Linked DNA regions of Anas platyrhynchos: region 1 is linked to region 2. The links are chromatin contacts, called in public Hi-C maps. All regions are on one chromosome and are shown on one strand. The core of a region is the stretch at or near the end of the contact, and the rest is flanking DNA. Distances in the headings are between cores, read along the strand shown. Region 1 has its middle 12 kb from the start of IL22RA2. Region 2 has its middle 45 kb from the start of TNFAIP3.

Region 1 (7,378 bases), core at 556-3,055, 310 kb before region 2:
AAAATCTGTCTCGGGAGGTGTAACAGGGTGCATAACATTTCTGCCTGTACAAAGAGTAACAGATCAGTCTGAATGGACTTATTTTAAGAGAAGGGACGAAGAGGGAAAAAAAGTCATTTCATCAGAGTGTGCACAGTGATCACTTCCGTAAAATGTTTCCTCAGCAAGCAGAATGGGAATTGCCTGCTCATTTCCGCAGGCTTCTTGAAGAATTTGTCACAGCTCCTCTGTGCCTGAGGAGCCAGGTACTGTCCAAGATAACAGTGAATAGCGAAACAGAATTCACTTCAAGATAAAGTTCAACAGAGTCAGAGCTGCTGCCGCTACGTGCTACCCACTTCCTATACAACAGTGCCATTGATAGGAATCTGGTTTTAATTACAACAGAGGCTAAAATGTCAGCATGTAAATGGCTAAAATGTCCTGGGGTGTAGACTGAGGATCCACATTTTTGCTGTCCTGAGGAGTAAATGAGAGGGTATTTTCTGCTGCAGCAGAGAGCACATTTTTTTGTTCCGTGAAAATATTTTGCTGCTTGTTTAGTATTTTCTTCCAATCAACAAAAAAGGACATGTGTTTAATCATTCAGGGTGGTCTTGGAGAACAGACTGTCATTTCTGCTCTGGAGCTAGGCCTTCTGTAACTTTCTGTGTCTTTTGTAATCCAACATGTCAGAATGGATATTTTTCTTTAAAATGGCTTGAAACTTCTGACTTGGGCTGAACTTTAACCTGCTGAGCCTGTTGGCGGTGATACAAACACCATCATTATCTTTATTGCAAAGGAAGATAATTTCAAATTTAGCATTCAAGTATTACTTGGGGAGGTTGTCATTTAAAGGGAGACTGAGTGGCCTCAGGTGATAGAACAACAGGCACTTCCACAGCAATCTCATATCTGAGGTCCTCAGACCAGAGAAACATTGTTCATTGCCCAATGCTGCCAAAATACTGCCATGTAACCATTGCAAATCACTTCATTCAAAGGTGTTTGGAGTGTCCGTATATCTTTCCAGATAACTCTGAATGTCTTTATAGACCAGATTAGAGCCCTTTCCTATTTCACAGGGGGATAATACAAAGATAAATACATTGTTAAGGCACTCCAGAGCTTAGGGGTTTTCATGTGCCTAATTCCCATTGAAGTCAATGGTCTCTGAACACTCTGTTCCTCAGTGAACACTTCTCCTCCTTCCTAAGAAATACGGAGTCTATTATCTAACTTGCTGTTCTAATGACTGTGGTCTTTGTGGTCACACAAAGAGGCTCCATAGTTGATACTCTTCCCACAGCCCAGGAAGAAATTTACAGCTTTTGCTGTGCAGCAAGTAACTCTGCAAAAGTTTTCCAGTTTGTATGGCTGACAGTGTGGTAGGGCTGTCTATGTTACAGACATAAGGTTCATCCTTTGTCCCCCCTACCACAAGTGTTCTCTAGTTAGGACAACTGATGAAGCTCTCTGGCACTGTCTGATTCTTGGGATTCCATGGACTGGAAGGTTTTCTAAGTCCCCGTTATAGGAAAAATTAGTACCAGAACTCATTAGAGGGAGGTGATGATAGGTTGTTCTGAATGGCCTGGGGAATACTCTGGGAAGACAAAGTGTGTGTGGGCGTCCACCTCATGACCAGATTACGCTGGGAAAGACAGGCATAAAGCACTCACATTTATGATATGTTTTCTAGCTATCTTGCTTGCAAAGGCTGAAACTATTAAAAGAGGGATTCCGAGTCCTGCTGTCTGTGGAGGTGCTGGCTGACTGTCTGTCACGATGATTGAGGGACATAAAGTTCAGACAGCTTAGTCATTACCCAGTTCTGGGAAATCCACCAGCATGCTCTTTTTCCTCTGAAAATGCTTCATCTCACGGCACAGTTTGTGCCTGGACCTTTTCCCCTAATCATCAGAGGTATGGGAAGGATTATTCAACTGAGTCATTCAGGGATAATTCTTTATTTTTATTTTTTTTTAAACAAAGAGGCTTCTTGCCGGCTGAAAGTTGAGAATTTGGAGGCCTCCAAACACACAGCTGCAGCTGTGTGGGATGTAGGATTTTCAGTTCTGGGTTCAAAGACAATCTAGTCTGCCTGTCTGTAACTAGATGAGACTTTCCACTATGCTAAGATGTGGAAATACCTCAGTTGCTTCAGATACCATCATTGGAAGCATTGGATGGATACAGTCATGAGTTCTTGCTTATATATTTTCTTAGGTTCCTTGTTTTGTTCCTGACCCCTGATTTCTTTGCCCCTCAATCAGGAGGCTAAAGCAAAAGCAAAACTCTATAGTGACGATCATGAACGAAAACAAATTGTACAAGAACAAGGTATAGTATTCGCTTAGTCAATGTAGTTTCCAAATCTATCTCACCTTTGTTTTCATTTTGGTTGGAAACATGAACAACAGCCATAACAAAAGTAGCAGCATAGCTTGTGGTGATAGACATGGTTAAAGCATTGCATTACTACTGCCTTGCCACAACATGTCAGTATAGTCCCGTATATGGTTCAGCCAGACTTCTCTTTACAGCCCCCTGGTTTAAAAGTGTCCCCTTGGAATTTGAGATTTTGCTGTTGTTCTTGTCAGCTTTGCTTTTGTCATCTGTGGAGAAATAGTCGTGTGCACTAAGTGGAAATGTACCCCTCTCTTCAGAAAATAAATACCAGACTTGTTTCAGGAACAAAAAATTCTACTTGAATTTGGTTCATTCTCAGCTTTCTTAATGCTTTTCTTTAAACAAATAAAGGATTGCAAACGTTCATTAAAGTCTGAGTTAAAATGTTCTAAAAACTTTTCCTTGCACAGTTCACATCAAACCATAAAAACTAATAAAATACAAAGAAACTATACTTATGTCTGTGGTTTGATTTATTTTTCTCTTGTATTTTAGAAACTGAAATGGTCTTTTCCAAGCAGTTAGGATTGTTCTATGGCAGTGAAACATTCACATCTGGTAATTTTATGCAGACCATGGCTAAGATACTGCCTCTAAGCAAGTGAATGCAGATGGTCTGCTTCATGTAATGAAGTTAGCCATCAGATTGTGAAAGCTGCTTTAGATTTTGGTACAGCCTAGAGCAAGGGAAGAGTCTGTTCCTTCTTGTGCTACACAGTCTCTCTGCAGTAGCTGTGATAACACCCAAGATTTATGGTCTTACACACTCATTATATATCATAACACTGACTGTTGCCTGCTCAGTCCTTACCTGGAAGTTATTTTTGCCACATGAGTAAATTCTGCCTGGAGGTTAAGTATGCAACCCCCTTACAAACGGTGACCAATGCAAGACAGTGAAAAGGGAAGAGTGAATGTCTTACTCTTTTGTCATCCTTGGTCCCTAAGAAAGTGTAAATATCTCTGGGAAATTCTGTTTTTTGCATATCACAAGTATATCCTAGGACTTGAACTCACAGGAACAACTGTCCTTCCCTCAGCAAGCGAGTCCATGTTGTTCTCCAATGAACTGAAGGGACACGACCCACAGGCCTTGATAAGTACCTCAGAAAAAGTTTCTACATAAAAATTGTTACTATTAATACGTTATATTCATTAATACAGCTAATTTCTGTGATTTTTTTTTGTGCCTGCCTGAAGGATGCCCTGGGGATTGAGGCATTTCCAGTACCTGCTTTCATCCTACTGGCTGGTCAACCTACAGCTTGCTCAAATCTTGAAATTCATTAAAAATACTAGCAGTGACATTTGGATTGTAAACATTAAACAAATCACTTCAATTGCGATTGTTTATGGAGATACATCATGTTCTACATTATTTACCAGCTAAAATGAAACAGAGTGGGGAGTTAATCCTCAGTTTCCTACATGTAAACTTCAGTAAGATGTCTGGACCCCTGTCACTGCATAGCTGAATTTTCTTGGGCTTTGTTTTGGTTTTCTTCCTTTCCAGCCAGTGTAGCAGGAATCCAGGAAATGAGGTACTGCAGGGTGTAATTTGTGAAACTTGCAGAATTCCTGCAGCAGAGAAGAGGCCAGGCCCAAAGGAGGGGAGATTCTTTGGTTTCATGTCCACATAATGCTGACATGTCAGTCTGAGATGTTGAAATCACAGGAAGCATGCACTGATCAGAACTATCTCAACATCTAATGTAAGCATCTCTCCTAGGACTGTAGTCAGTGCAGCGTGACACCCTCTTTCTTGCTTCCTGCATCCATGGTTGTATTCTGCAGCCCAGGAATGGCTATTGAACTGTTCTTTCAGAGAAATGGTACCTCACTGAAATCATGCTTAAAGGTTACTGGTTTCAGTGAGATCTCTGACTAGATATGTTAGATGAAGACTGATCAGAGCTGTCCTGCTCCAGGAAATTCAGATTTGGCATTCGGAAAACTTGCAGTCTGGAAAATGAAGGAAATGGGTATTTGGCCACAAAGAAAAGAAATTTGTTTTGGCTTTTCACTTGAAATACATAATGTTATGAAACACATTTCTTACTGTTTTTCTTTCAGTAAAATTAAACCTTTTTATTAGAAATATTTGTCTGGAAGTGTTTTCGTTGATCCTATTCACATGCAATGCTGGGGTTTGTAGATAATCATTAGAAGCTTGTCTGCTATTTAGTTTTCCCTCCTCTGTTTATCTTATTTCCCCACTTTATCCTACACAGTGAGTGGCTATCATTGGACCCTGAGGGGTCATGTATATCACCACAGGTTCTTGGGCCTTGGCATTAGGACAAAGGTAACCAAGGCACACTGCAACACCCGCTTGCACACCAAGGTTTTATCAGCTGTGTTCCATTGCCATAACTGTGTTTTCTCTTCAGATTTCTTAATGTAACCTTTGAAATCTGTATTTGGTTTATGTGGCACGGTGGTGCTCAGCTGCCCACTGATGTGAAACTGCTACAAAATCATATATATGTAGATTCAGGGTTCAGTTTATACCCACTAACTATCCCATTAGTTTTCTACAGGAGCAATTCAGACGCTACGGTAGAGCTTTGGTCACCCAAGCATAGATGTCTTGTGAATCTCTGCGTGGTGTCCTTTGTGACTTCAGCTGACTTGCCAAGGAGGTAAGGGTCTCCTGCAGAGCCCTTGTATCTGCCAAAGCTGTGTGAATGTTCTGAAAGCTTAGGGGTATTTTAAATTGCACTAGACACCTATGCTGAGGTGAGTGACTTTTAAAATCATCTTGATAATGTCTCTTTGGCCTTAAAGACTGTTGTTGAAATAGCTGAATGATCCTCCCTGAGCAGAATACACAAACATCATGTTCCCACAAGTATAAGGTATCTCCTTGGTTATGGATGCTCATAAAAATAGTCTTGCTCCATACTAATAAAGCAGTCCTTTTCAAAGGCAAAAACTGTTTAGTGTCTGTGCCAGCAGCTGTACCATGAAGCTGGCCAAAACACTTTGCTTGTATTTTGTAACCCTGTTGAAATACACATTTCTTCTCTGATGCTGCAGGCTCTTTGCTCCACAGCTACTCTGTGCACGCTTAACCTGTAGTAGTCACTCTGCTGCTCTCCAGAACATTTCTAATTCTTCATAGCTTAAATCAACATTTTTCCCCAGGTTTCTCTCTCTGATTCTCATTGCATTTGGGGGCACAATTAGTGGTTTCACAGACCTTCTGAAAGTGTAAGTTTGAGTCAACTCTGTTGTTTTTTCCTCTTGGTGATGTACATGTATTTTAGGACCTTTATTTTTTTTCTGATATAAAAATTGAGAACAAGAACTTAGCCCAGAAATAAGAGTTCAACCCAGTCCTATGACAATCATGTACTTGTCACTTGCCAGTTTTTAAAAAAACATGGTGTCCCATAATAAACAATGCTAAAAATACTTGCTCATCTGTTACAAAATGAAAAACAACTGCTTACAACTGCTTCTTGGAACCAGTATGATTTGTATGATTTCTTATAAAGAAGAAGAAAAAAAAAAAAAGAAAATAAACAAAAAATCCCTGTGTCAGAATGACATTTTCTGAAAGACAGTAATGTAATGACAATTTTCCAGATTTTCCAGTTGCTCCTCTTGTAGGTATAACAATTAAAATTAGGGCTGCTCATTATGATCCTGTTCCTGTGTTTAAAATAAGGACATCTCTGAGGTCCCTACAGTGTGATACTGTTGGGTTGCACTCTGTTACTACTGAGGGTATTTATGTATATATATAAATCAATGTAGATGGTCCCACTGCCTTAAAAAGGAGCAAAAAAAAAAAAAAAAAAAAAAAAAAAAAAAAAAAGTAAAAGTTGCTAGTGGTTCTTTAGTATTCTCCGTGGGTGATAGAGCCATTTCAAGAATTCCTTTTTTGTACTTTCCTTGTAAGCATCTGGGCTCAATCTTCCCATTTTTTTACCCATCTTAAGACAAGGACAGTTTGACCTGGGCCTTCAGCAAAAACAACAGGTAAGACTTGCAAGTGATTTCGTCATTTAGAGAATTAACGTTTCAAGCTTTTTTTTTTTTTCTGCTCAGAAATACTTTATAGAAGATTCTGAAAACAAGTGCAAAGGATACTGTACATTTCCTGATGGTGAACACCAGTGCCATTTATTTCCCTCTGTTTCTCTGTAGCACTCTGGTTTTGTGTCCTGTGTCTTTTGTGGCAAACCAACCCTCAGAAATCGGGGCTTTGATTTCTTCTTACTTTTTTATTTTTTATTGGAGGACAGATTTTACAGATTAATACCTCTGATCATTGTAGCATACATCAAAATCCATAGGAAATCCACCGAAAAGCGCCTAGTTATGAATAATTCACTGTGGTTGAAATACTTGATAAAATCTGATAGATCTGATGCAAAAGCCAACGTCATTTCACAAATGTACCCCACCACAAGAACTGTGCTTACCTGACATCAAGTCATGCAAATAAATCACCCCCAAGTCCACATCTTATTAGAGCAGATATATGGGAGGTATGATCAGGGCTGGCCCAGTGCTAGGCCGTATCATAAACACTGAGGATCATGGCATCACATAAAACTGGGCATTTATATGGTACAGCTGGCTATGCATAATATTCTCCTAATTTATAAGATTGGAGCATCTGCTCCATTGCTGTTACTCCATCAGCTTTTCCCGAGAACCGTTCTTGAATTTCTGGTCATTGAATATTGCAGCTGCGTGTGCTGGTGTAACGGGAAGTTGAAACCAGTTACAGCAGGAGATAAGCTGTTACTCCGTCCTGCAGATAAGATAATATTAAGTGCGGTCAGGAAAGAAGTGGTAGACCTTGTGGGACGGGCTCCACATCACACAAAGATCAATAACGGCCAACTCTAAAAGACGTAATACTTATTTCTCATTGGCAGGATCCCCAGCTGTGGCACAAGGACTTGACCATTGTGACAGGCCATGACTGTGACTGTGGACATCCCCAGTGACGCAGCAGGCAGGAGCT
Region 2 (7,412 bases), core at 1,276-3,775:
GGTCCTGTGTAGCTGAAACACCACACAGCAATGTGTGAAAGGAGGCAGGACTCCTCCTCCATCATTTAGTGGTGCTTGCCTTAACCAGGGAGACACATTGCAGTCCAGCCCTTATATTTTCAAATTAAAACTAAAACAGTATAAATCTCTGAGAATACACACATAAGCACCTGTGTTTGTATTCTTACGCTGATACAGCTTGCTCTGCTTTGTGTGGCAACCTGCTTGCAGAAGCAAACGAGTACATTAATATGAACCATGCACAAATGAGCCAAATCTTATGTCAGTAGGTTATACACACATCTTGAAAATAAATCCTTCAGGCAGGCTTTATTAACATGGGAGAACGCATGAATTTGTACAGGTTTGTGAGAAGAATGTAGAGACCTAAGGCGGAGGAAGTTTTCCAACTCCCTGGTATGGCCTCCTGTATCACACCAGCAGCGTGTCTCACCACCAGCCTTCGCTTTGCAGGTATCTGAGGGTGAGTACTACTAAGCCTTGCAGGAAGGCAACGAGCTGGTCCTGCTGAGCCCACACACCCATGGATCAGGCATATTTCTGCCTGATATTTAACATATTTAACTTTATTTAACACTGGTTAAACCGTGGGCCCAGGAGACCGTACTCCACCAGGAAGATGGAGGTGCACCACTGCCCGGCCAGAAACAGCTACCAGGCATCCAGCTACCACATGGCTCCACAACAGGACCCTTCCAGCCTGATCCTGTCTGCAGGCTAGCCCTTCACAGAAAAAATCCACCAGCTCTGCTGTCTTCTGGCCCCTACGAGCCCTCCAGCCCGGGAGAAGTTCACAAGCTCCGGATGGCAGACAGCTCACAGGCCTCCACCAGCGCTGCGTTTGCTCTGCATTTGCCTCGTTTATGAGGCGGGACCGGCTGGCACGGCCCTGCCCGGCCCAGAGCCCCCCAGCCCGAAGCCCCCCAGCCCCGAGACCCCCGGCCCGGAGCCCCCCGGCCCTGCCCGGCCCCGGCCCCGGCCCCGGCCCCAGGAGCCGCCAGGGGGCGGGCGCGGGCAGCGCGGCGGGCCCGTCCCCGGCCTCCTTCCCCTCGGGGACAGGAGCGTCCTGTGGCAGGCCCTGCCCTTGTGTGGGGGCAGCTTTCTTCTGCCTGCAAGGAGAGGTTTCCTGACCGGGGAAGCCGTCGTGTCCTCGGTCTGGGAGCAGGCAGGTGCTGTGCTGTCCCTCTGCCACGGCACGGTTTGGTATCAAGGGCATCTGGCCACCGCCCGCATCTGTTTTTTGCAAGCAGCCCTTCCTGACTTTTTTTTTCATCCCTGGGGTCTCATACTTTCGCCAGAAGGATCCTGCCCTTATCACTTGTAAAGAAATAAGCACGAAATGAGAGCAATTATCTGACATGGAAAATAAAAAGTGTCATTTTGCATGGCAAAATCTCTCTCCCGGTTTAGTAATCGCCTCCACAAAGCCCAAAAGTGGCACTCGCTTCAGTCTGTGGCATTCAAACATGAGCTAAGTGCCTCCCAGGGCTGCCCCAAGGTGGCTTTGTGCCTTCCCTATTGCACAGCAGTCTCTGGAGAACCAGCACTGAGGGCTCCATGCTGGGACCCAAAGCCATTGTTCCTGTTGTAGACATAACCATCAGAATTAAGGTTGGCTGAGACACCCTCCTAAAGCAAGCAAGACCTTGCATGGAGAAAAATAGTTCAGATAACCGGTAAATGACTGATTTTACTTTGTTCAGGAATTAGCTGGAGTACTGTGGGTTTAGCAGAGACCCTGTTTTTTCATGCAGTGTAAGCCCTCAGGCTCTCTGTCATATGTTTCTGAAGGTAAAGGAACTAATCCAGATTTTTTGCCAAATTCCAGTCTGGGTGTCTAATTCAGCCTACCAGAAGTTCTCCTTCAGGTTGAGGTTGCTGGTAATGCAACGCACAGGTCCTTTCCAAGCAGCCATGCACTGCTGTGGCATGCTGTAAATCAGCTCCTTTATTAGAAACTGGGGAGTGCAGAGAGGTGAGAAATGAATTACTGTACAAAGGGATATAGTGGATTCTTTTGAAAGAAAACAGTTACAGCGGACACATTTCTGTAACTTGTTTTCCAAGAGATGTGCTGATACAACATAATCACCCCGGTGCCCAGTGCAGGCCAACCCCGCTCTTTTCCTTCCAGGTGCAACTCCAGAGTCACCACAGCCAGAAAAAAAAAGAGGCAATCAAAGAGTATTTGGGTGCAAAATTGCAACTACTTTAATAATCCCTTTGATCTGGTTCTCTTTCTGCGTAGGCTGAGGCCGTGTGCTGTGAATACAGCTTCAACAAAAGACAGAAACTAATCTCAAATTGTTCATCCACTTTATCTTTTCCTCCGTGCGCGAACGTGCCTAACCAATTTGAGGAGACAGCAGCTTCCATCAAGTATAGAGTCATGGGTAATTCCCTCAGCACAAAACAGCTTAGCAGTTGGAGAGTTTTACATGATTTATGACCTTCCGTGCATGCAGGGAGGCAGGAAGGGCAGATTGGCAGGCGCTGTCTGGTTGAAACCACCCCAGTTTGGGTGGAGCAGGCTTCTCACAGCTCCAGCTGACAGTTTCACTCTGTCACCAGGCCAGGGGAAGCAAATTAAACTGCCTGGAGTTGCTACAATTAGACATTAATCTCTGCCTCGCTGCTGATTAACTCCTTAATGTCACCCTACCCACCAAACAATTTGTTACTCAGCCATAGACATGAATCTCTAGCAGCTTACTGCCCCTCCTGCATAGGTGCAAGCAGTGACTCTTCTTCCCAAATCCACAGCTTTTGTTGTGGAGTTAGCTCACATTGTACTATCTCCTCAGCCCCAGGCCCTCCCACCAGCAGGGCTAGCACAACGCTGGCCCAGGCAGGAGCAGCAGCTGGAGAAAATGCCTGCTGCAGGAGAAAGGGAACATTTAAAGAATACATCTGAGTGTGATGGGAACTCCTGGGATGGTTCTTAAAGTGCCTTTTAGAAAAAAAGGTAGTGCCTGTCAGAGTACTGATGACAATCTATATTTCCTCTGTGTCTTCAGGAGGCCTGAAGCTGATTCCCTAAGCAACAGATAATCAAAATACTGTTATAATGTTGGATGGGAGCCAGAATGCATCTGTGCAAGCTGAAATTATATGGTTATATATGATTAATGTTGGTCTGGCTTTGGTTCATATAGGCAATGCTTTATCCCTAACACAGAGGGCACGACCTGTCAGGTATTTTGGGCCATTATTCTAATATCTATAATCCCTTGGTCTTTCAGTATATTTATTCCTGCAGCTTCCTCATAAACAGACTATTCCCCCCTCCCTCTTCAACATTGGGCTTGAATATGGAGATCTTGGAAAGTCACAAAGGTTTCTAGATGCCACAGGTGCCTTGTTTTTTAGCATACACCAGAGCAGAGTAATCACAAGGCCATGGGAGCCCTGGGTTCAGCTGCATCCCATAAAAATGTAGCTATATCCCCTCCCCTTCCCTCAGTTGGAGACCTGTGGCTTCACATCTCACTGGGCTAGAGGCAGCACAGTGGTGAACTACCTCATGTAGTAGGTAAGAGAGAATATGTGGGGAAATGGATTGCAGCTCCCTCTGTGACATATGTTCACAAATGTATAATGGTTCTTAAACATGTAACCAGTACTTTGAGAAAAGGCAGAATCTCAGGTCTCCCTTCAGGTGCTGTGTGCTAATCTCTGAGCTCAAGGCAACAATCCTTGTGATCTCTTGCTTTGCTCTTGTACTTACCTTTTCCTCTGCAGTGGATAAAAACACATTTATCAGCCCTAAAGATTAGCTAACATTCCAAGAGAGGTAGTTTTTAAGACTTAGACTTGCTTTCAAACGCTTCATATCTTGCATCCTTAACAGTATAGCTGTCCTTTACAGTTTTACCTAAAGCAACTTCCCAAGGTGACACAGGGCATGAAAGACAGGCAACAATGAACTTTTCTTTTTCTCGTTCCTCTGAAACCTAGGCTAGGTGGCTGGCTGTGCCTCTTTTCTCATAATTTTCTGAGGACAGAATAATATGTATTTCAAGACCATGAGACCCCCTGCTCAGTGCGTTGCTGAAGGTTTGGGATGGTACAGTGCTGCAGTCAGGATGCAGCAGGTACTAAGGGTGGGCACAGGGGGCATCTTGGCTTCAGTGGGGGCAGAACTGCATCAACAGGTAGTGGAAGAGATGCAAAGCACTCTGCAGCCTTAGTGGGCATTTCATCAGCATTCTCCTAATTTCCTGGTTAGTGCCCTTGAATCGTGCTTCCTTCTCAACTAATTCTAATTTTTCCTTTTGTTTTTTTCACCTTAGTGACACTGAATTACATCAGCTGCTTTTCTTCCTCTGGCAATTAGTGCAGCTTAGTCACTCCTATTGAGCATGACGCCCTACCAGCACCTAAAGGACCCTGCTTGTTAGCAGCACCAATCCGGCCACATCACTGTTTGTGTGTTTGTTCCCTTACAGGTCATTCTCCCCCCACATTCATACACAGCACCTTCTGCATCAGCAGGTTTGGAAAACTAAACCTTCTCTTCTCTTGTCTACTGAATAAAAGCAGGTTGCTAAGCTGCTCTGTAGCTTTTACCCCCCAAGAGCTTAACAGCTCTAAACATGTAGACAGTGCCACTGCAATGTGACACTGAAGAGGGAAGTGGTGGTGCCACCTGCTGCACAAACATGCAGACCTTGCGAGCAAAGCAGACATATGCCCACCAAGTGATGACAGAATTTGGCCAGCCCATTAAATATTTCACTGTAAACAACTTGAAAACAGAACTGGGAAACTAAGCTTTGGTTTCAATCTGAGTTTCCTGAACTTTAGAGCAGAGACAAAAGTTTCAGAGGATGCCTGGAGGAGTGTATGTCCATAAATTGTTCTGTCCAAACAGTCAGCTCATACATCAAAGCTCTGTAAATTTGGTCTGCTTCTGGCTGAATCAGCTGAGGTTTTGCCGTGGGCTTGTGTGTGGACGACATGAGACCCGGTTAAAACATATTACTCACAGTATCTCTGTTTGCAGTTTTTAGCCCTGTGGTAAATTTCAGCCTCCTTGCTCACCGTGTTCACATTTGAAAACCCTCAGGTGGTGGAACCTGCAGCCTGGGCACGGGCAGCTACAACCACCTGTTACCGCAGGAAGCAGAGAAGCTGATACAGTCACTACAACATATTCTCCATCTTCTCCTATGTAGAGTAAGAAGTGATTTTTTTTTACATACAAGGAATCAAACCTATCTTACACGGCTATGAAATCTGAACTATTTACCAAACTTGCTTCTTACGTTCAAACTCATCATCCCATAAAGTCTTCTAGATCCCGTACAAAATCTCAGTGTAAACTATTTTGGGCATCTGTCCATGAGTAACAGGTGAAACTTCTAAGACCATCAAACCTGACGTCGACAGCTCTTCCTTCCAATACTTTTATAACTACCACGTTCAGCCAGAGCTGCCCACTAAGTGAACAAACCAAGGGCACATGCTTAGTGTTTACCAAGTAATCCATAACAGGGATTACAATGTCCTTACCGCAAAAGCTAATTCTCTAGAACTGAAATAAAGAGAAGTCAACATGGGTGCTACTAATACAGAAAGCTAAGGTTACTTTCTAAGTCACACAACTGGAAAGAGTGTAACTGTAAAAAAATTACCAGCCGAGACAACAAAAGCTAAATTGTGGTCAGTGGCTGGGCTTTAGCTGTGAGGACTTACTGATCAATTTTGAAAGTTATAAATTTATGTAACAAATTGTTATTTGTCCTATGTAATAAATAACTTCTTATTTGCACAGTGCTGTTAAAAATGTGAACTCCTTCCTCCTGCCCACAGACCACGGCTTGCACTACCGGCATTGTTTGCCAAGCAAGTGGTGATGTAAAGAAAGTGAAATGTCCAAAGCATACCATCAACAGCTCAAGGTTTACTTTAGAAGCTACTGTCCTGGGTGTCTTATTCAGTCTGACAAAGCAGACTGCCTTTTCTAGAGCAAGTGAAACAGATAAAATCCTTGAGATTCTTGTGAGATATTTTTAAGAGAGCCCATGAAGGTCCTAACACTTTTCTACCTGGGAGATAAACTTGCCTGCTTCTAGATGATTAATAAATATGAGTCCATTGTGCCTTCTGATAAAATAAATAAAAATAAATAAATCCATACAAAACTAATTATTATTTAATTGGGTTTGCTTAGGATAAACTTCAAAGAACTCAAGGGCACGATATGTTGCATCTGAACTTATGACATGCTTCCTGGTGAAATTACATTGATAATAGTGATTGCCTTTTGTCTATTTTGTGCCATGACAGGAAAAATCTACACGAAGTGGGATAGGCATTCAGATATATATCTGCAGCAGGTTCCCTTTTGAGCCTGTTTAAAAACAGATTAGTAGAGGAAGGTTGTTTGTACAGATATCAGGTGGTGGTAGTGCCAATAAGTACTGGTAGCATTTCTGAATGGTGCAGTCAAATCTTCCTGTTTTGCATACTGTCCTCCGTTTATTCCACTACACGTGGCAGGATGGACTGAAGTTTGTGGGTTTTTTATTCCTTTTTGGGGAGTGGATGGCAAACTCCAGCCATGTGACTGTCTTTTTTTCTAGATCTGCCTGGTGGAGGTCTAACTCAGCAGAGTATAAAGCAAAGACCTGAAGTGAAGAGCTCCTGTCTCAGACAAGAAAATGACTATAGGTTTAACTTAGTTAAATGATGGGGGGTTGACTCCATAAAACAGGATTATGTCATCCATACAGGGAGGGGATGTTAATATTTATACATTAGTTTACTGGGATAGAAAAGCAGATGTGAACCCATCGTTTGAACTGTCTTCCATAAAATGGAATGAGAGGGGATTTTGCCATTCACTTTCATTAGGAGCAGGCTTATGGGAAGCTGCAGAGTCACAAATATGGAAAATTTTGCATGCTGAGACACAGATGCTTCCTAGATTCCTGTGCTTCCTAGATACCTGGTTGGCTTTCTTGGCTGGGCCGATGGGGAGAAACAAGCCTTTTCAGTTCTTGCTTTATTTCACAGTCCTTCTGTGCCTGAGACCTGCTGGAGATCATGAGGGAGGCCTCCAGCAGGCTCCCCACACCACGAGTGGCAGTCGTCCTTCCTCCATTGCAGTCACCAGTCCCAGAGCATCGCCCCAAGCTTGTTCTGGGGCAGGAGATCCTTGGCCAGTGCAGGTTTCTCTAGGTCAGGAGCTCTTGCACGGGTGCCTAGTCATGACAGCAAAGCATTGAGTGATATGAGCCCACATCTGCGTGGCAGCTCAGAATCAAGACAACCACAATTCAGCAGCACAGAAAATGTGCACTATAGCCATAAATTCTGAGCTATGCTTTAGCCCCAGCTTGAGATGATCCAGGGATTACAGCAGGCAAAGGTGGCTTGTTTGGATA

Evidence for each region. Hi-C and Micro-C count contacts between places; a contact is called where the count stands out from the background.
Region 1: a contact with region 2 is called in a Hi-C map of F1 follicle, with 5 times the contacts expected there. The contact joins two enhancer-like sites. A contact is called at or near these places in 4 of 8 Hi-C or Micro-C datasets (F1 follicle, liver, skeletal muscle and 1 more).

The regions. Positions count from the first base shown.
Region 1 is chr3:60,420,393-60,427,770 of IASCAAS_PekinDuck_T2T, reverse strand. No RefSeq gene overlaps it. Among named protein-coding and RNA genes, the nearest start is that of IL22RA2, 12 kb to the right of the region's middle. Within about 2 kb of position 1,805, at least 1 of the 8 cell types and tissues checked has an H3K27ac peak or open chromatin away from gene starts, as enhancers often do. A contact at or near this core is called in subcutaneous adipose tissue, where this site is marked.
Region 2 is chr3:60,112,709-60,120,120 of IASCAAS_PekinDuck_T2T, reverse strand. No RefSeq gene overlaps it. Among named protein-coding and RNA genes, the nearest start is that of TNFAIP3, 45 kb to the left of the region's middle. Within about 2 kb of position 2,525, at least 1 of the 8 cell types and tissues checked has an H3K27ac peak or open chromatin away from gene starts, as enhancers often do. A contact at or near this core is called in subcutaneous adipose tissue, where this site is marked.